2 separate regions of the Neogale vison genome follow, and region 2 is linked to region 1. A link is a contact called in public Hi-C data. All regions are on one chromosome and are shown on one strand. The core of a region is the stretch at or near the end of the contact, and the rest is flanking DNA. Distances in the headings are between cores, read along the strand shown.

Region 1 (2,588 bases), core at 58-2,557:
GACAGGTGTAGAGGACCCCTGATGGCTGGACAGTCAGTACTGATGTGTGCACGCACACTGGGGGTGCTTCGGAGAGGCTGGTTTCCAGGGAGAGAGGGTGGGCAAGGGAGTGGGCAGACAGGTGTGCCAGCAAGCCATGGGTACCTGGAGGCAGGCTGCCAGCTCCGATCAACACCGGAGTTACAAGCGTGCAGAGAGTACGGGGTCTATTGGCTGCCAGTGGGGCAGGCTTTGCTGTTCTAGGTCTTGAAAGATTGCTAGGCTGTGATCAACAAGGGAGGAGAGCTGTGTCTTCGAGAGGGAGGGATCCGCAGAGGCGTGCGAATCTGCAGAGGGACTGGGGATGGCAGGCTGAGTCTAGAAGGTGCGCTCGGAGAAGGCATTGCCGTCACATCATTGGAGTTTAACATGTGCCTCTATTGTATTTGGGGCTTTTTCCTGTAAGCAGTAGGGAGCTTTTATGGGTTTTGGAAGGAACTGTGATAGGATTACTCTGGTGAAGTGTGTGTGTGTGTTTTGTTTTGCTTTGACTTTTTCATTTTCCGAGTCTTTTGAGGAACTGTTGGGCAACCTTGACTCTGGGAAGTGTGCACTGCCAACCTTTATCTGTCTTCTCTTCTCTCTCCTGGCCTGGCCCGGCTCCTTCTCGAGATGCTTCTGGGGGAAGCAGCTTGGCAGTGCTGGTTCCAGGGGCTGCTGCTCGAGCTCTCCGGGCAGCCCCTCTCTGCCTGTTCCTGTTTCCCATTCCTCCCCTCTTCTCTTCCTCCTCCTCCTCTTTCTCTGTCACCACCCCCGCTGCCAGCAGCCGCGCTCCCCTCCCTAAAATAAATAAACCAGTCGCTCCAAAAGGTTCCAGGCACATTAGTCACATATCCCAGAAGTTTAATACAGAATTATTTTGACAGCGAGAACAAGAAGTGTTTTCTAGTTGAACGCACAGAACTTGCTTATTCCAACTGGGCTTTCTGCCGCACAGACAGATGATATGTTTTTTAGATGGATCGGCCACGCAGGAGGCTGTGTCGCTTCCCTTGGATGCGTGACAAACTGCTCACTACCAAAAGTGGTTGGGGAAAAGATGCGAAAGGAGACAGGGAGAGAAGAATGAAATCACATCCTTATTGCGGACATAACTTTCTTCCCGGTAACTTCAGTAAGCCGCCGAGAGATTGCTGCGTGTTTATTTATTTATTTGGCTGCCTCTGGAGCCGTGAAGTCCCTTTTTCAAGCCGGGCTCGTGCGTGTGCTAAAAGATGAGGACAGATCGAGTTATTGCAATGCGGGTGGCTCTCCAAGCATTCCAGTTGAATAGCTCTTCCAGAAATATTTCTTGACTCACTCATTTAGCACTTTCTATTGCTGTTACTAAGCAGATTGGAGGCCCTCCCTGTGCTTTTGCCAGACAGCTCTGGGGTTGATGTGGCTCCCTTATCCCTATTTGGCCTGTGTAAAGATGGAGGAATGAAAAGCTCAAGTCTGTGGTTGTCTCAGAGGTCTTTCTCCCCCTGCCGAGGGGCCAGTGTGCCGTACGCATCGTCAGAGAAAGAATAAAAGTGCGTGCTGCCCTCTGGGGCAGCTTTTCCCCTCCCCTTCCAGATCCCAGCACCAAGCAGGAAGGCCTTTCTCCCAGGGTGGTTCGCTTGGGAGTGAAGTCCCAGACATGAGCACAGAGGAGAGAAGGGACGGAGTTCCAGACCTGGGATGTTCTGTTCTGCCTGGCTCCCATCATCCTTCGCTTCTTCCTTCTCAGATCTTTCTAGAGAGCTCCAGCCTTCTGGGGGTGCTGGGTTGATCTCTCTGGAGTTTTCTTATCTACTTTCCCTGCTTGTTTCTCACTAGCCTGTCATTCCCACGCCTTCCTCCAGGAAGGCATATACTGGCTGTATGACTTTGGACAGTAGGCTCTTTGGGTTTTCTCCTTTGTGGACTCCTATTTCCAGCTGCTCATGATGTGTGATGTGAAATCCCAGGATAGGAGATAACCACAGGGTAGTTCATGGGGGTGCTGTGGTTACATTTGGAAGATCCAATAAGCTTCCACACCGGGCCCACTTATCTTTCCGGAACCCTGTGCCTCTGGGGAACCCACTTTGAAAACCACTGTCCCGAGGCACGTCAAGACTGCTGGCAGCCCCTAGGACCACTGTACTGCCTTCTTTAAACTTCCTGCCCCCCGGATGTCTCTCAACAGTGAGAAAGTGGGACCTATGTCGATGAAGAAATGTGGCCCAGAGGGAAACATAGCCCTTACTGCTTCCTCACGCTGGCTATGAAAGTCTATGCGATGAAGGCCTTTTCGCTTGGTCACGTTGGGTGACTCTTCCCTGGGCCTCCTCACTGGGCCATGCCTGGCTTGTGAGTCAGGGTACCCCTGGCTAGCCCTTCATTATTATTCATTGGTTCTATGCCGAGTGGCAGTTTACAGGAATCCTTGACACGTTGTGGGGGGAGGGTGTTCTGGGCTATGGCCTCTGTCTCAGGAACATTGCTGGAAGGAGGAGCATGGCAGTCAAGCTATTTTTCAGGTGGCTTTTTTTTTTTTTTTTAAAGATTTATTTATGTATTTGAGAGAGAGAGAACTAGCAGGA
Region 2 (2,588 bases), core at 25-2,524, 70 kb after region 1:
GTGCTCATTATCTTAACTTTCACTGCCCATGGAGGTTTTAAACAGTGTGTTTGCCTCCCTCAGCTTTTAAATATTAAAATCACCCCCCCCCCCGCACCATGGGAAGGTCTCTTTTTGTCAAGGGACTTGTCTAAGGTTTTTTAAGGTGTTTTTAACTCTTGTGTGATGCCTGTGTGTGTTGGGTGGGGGGTAGGTGGCAGCGTCGGAAGAGGATTATGGAATATTAAAGAATTCAGGTAAATCTATGAAATAGTTAGAAAATGCACATCTGTATAGAATGTTGGCTATAATTTTAGGAGGCTTCTAGGGCTTCTGAAGGCCAGTGTAGATTCTAGGTTAAGCAGAAGGCATTCTTTGATAAGGAAGGCCCAAGATGACATTTGGCTACATTTTCTGTTGCTGCTAGATTTTTTGTAGTTCACCTGTGTTTCTCCTCGGAGCCTCAGCCTTGTTTATGAGTGTGACCTGCACAGTTCAATGTCTCAAACTGTTGAGTGATATTTTAACATTGAGACTGCTGTTCTGCTCGCTTCACTCACTCTCACTCACTCAAACTACTTCTAACCCAGATTCAGTAAAGGATAGCCATTTTTATATATTATTTCACTTAATCTGGCAAAACAGAAAATTATTTTTTTTGTCCGTTTTTCGTGTACAGAAGCTGAGATCAGAGTGATTGAGTAATCTGTCCAGTCATACAGCTAATAAATAACAAAGTCTGGATTCCAATCCAGATCTGGTCCCAAATATGTGAGTGCCTCTGGGGAGTCATACTGAATATGCATAGGGACAACGAAAATTCTAGAAACCATAGACATCCCAGGTAGAAAACGGTCCGTGGATCCCAGAGGAGTGCAGTCCATGTGTGCTGTGGGAGTTCAGAGAGGGACAAGATCACATATCCTGAATCATTCAAATGATAAATTATTAATTAAATGCTTATCTGGCACCTCAAGTCAGACTAAAACATGTTGGATAGTTGTATAAAATGCATTGTAAATAGCTCTTTTTTTTTTTTTTTCCTTTTTCTTCAAGCTCTGTCAGGTTAGTGGTCTTAATTTCTTCATTTTTGTCGGTGAGATGAGGAAGAGACAAAACAGATTAGAGTCCCAGTACCCTGATAGCTGTGAGTTATCAGCTGGATTGGAATGTCAGTGCTTTGGGGAATCTGCGTATTAACGTCTCTCTGTTAGACTGAGCGTGGGATTTTTTTAAACAGAGATAGACTTCTGACCATGCACGAATCAGCACAAATGCAGATGTGAGCAGCTAGAATTTGGATCGTGCCAAGATATAATGTCTGCCACATGTGTGAAGCTAATGCTTCCTGCTCAGTGACCCCCTGTGAGTGGACCTGGGAGCTCTGAGAGTGAAAGGTGGTGTCAGAGGGTCGGAGAGGCCCCAGAGATTGTCAGGTGCCATGTCTTCACCTCAGCTGTGGGGAAACAGAGGCAAAGGAGAAAGCAGACTTAATACCAGCCTCTGTGGTAGTGTCCACCTAAGATTTTCTGTCTTCCACTGCCTGATGCATAGCAGATAGACTCGATAGGCCAACACACCTGGATTGGGAATCTGGTGTTCTTCGTTGCATGACCTCTGGTACATGACCTGATTTCTTTGGGTCTCGGTTTTGTTGTGTGTCGAATGGAAATGGTACTGCCAGGACCATACTGCCAGGACTCTGGCGAGGACAAGTTCAGTACGTGGCAGCATGATGGTTAACCGGACTGGATGAGGCCATCGTAGCCTGAAGAGACAGGCACCCTTGTCCTCCTTCTCCAGATTCTACTTTTGATTTCATCTTGGTACCTTGTAGGCTCTGGCTTCTCTCAAAGTTTGGTCTGAAGACCAGGGACATCAGCATCACCTGGGAGCTTGTTAGAAATGCAGACCTCAAGCCACACTGCAGACCTCCTGAATCAGAATCTGCATTTTAACAAGATCCCCAGGTAGTTCCTATGCTCATTAGAGCTGGAGAAGCATTGTTTTATGCCTGAGATCAATGTCAAGACCATTGGCCATGGCCTGGTGCCAGTGGCTGGCATGCTGCCAGCCTTTTTGGGGCATGCCTTCCCCATGCCTTGCGATGGCGGGAGGGAAACCTGTGAAGTGGCTCCCTGGGAATCATGGAAGGCCAGCTTGAAGGAATCCAGCAGCCTTTATCTTTTCAACGCCTTTCATTTCCTCAGAAGTACGACTCACAGGGGTCAACCTGGGATTGGATCCCAAGTCTTTCTGCTCACAAAGTCCATGTTCTTTTCATTAAACCATGATGTCTCAGTCGAGAGGCACGCCGGGCTGTGCATGTGAGAACTCCCCATTCTCCTACCGCGCTGACGTTTCCACACTGGCTGTTTTACTCTGTTACTCAATTCCTAGAGGAGAAGATTTAAAAAAAAAAAAAAAAAAGGGAAAAAGGAAAAGAGCTTGAGTTGAAAGCCAGGATCCTGCAGCTTAATCAGTTATTTTCGTGTTTTAATGAGGGTGACTATTGTGAAATAAGTAATTATTAATTACTCAAAACTAATGAAATATTTTAGTTTCCTTGCTAAAAAAGCATATGGAAGCTAAAAGAAAGCATATGGGTG

The links. A called contact is a pair of places that touch in the nucleus more often than the background predicts.
Region 2: a contact with region 1 is called in a Hi-C map of fibroblasts, with 5 times the contacts expected there. The contact joins two enhancer-like sites. A contact is called at or near these places in 3 of 3 Hi-C or Micro-C datasets (fibroblasts, muscle and tongue).

What each region holds. Positions count from the first base shown.
Region 1 is chr6:110,622,289-110,624,876 of ASM_NN_V1, forward strand. All of the region lies in intron 2 of LOC122908796 (lipoma-preferred partner), which reads left to right. Among named protein-coding and RNA genes, the nearest start is that of BCL6, 460 kb to the left of the region's middle. Within about 2 kb of position 1,308, the one cell type or tissue checked has open chromatin away from gene starts, as enhancers often do. A contact at or near this core is called in fibroblasts, where this site is marked.
Region 2 is chr6:110,692,782-110,695,369 of ASM_NN_V1, forward strand. The region is part of intron 5 of LOC122908796 (lipoma-preferred partner); the gene reads left to right. Among named protein-coding and RNA genes, the nearest start is that of BCL6, 530 kb to the left of the region's middle. Within about 2 kb of position 1,275, the one cell type or tissue checked has open chromatin away from gene starts, as enhancers often do. A contact at or near this core is called in fibroblasts, where this site is marked.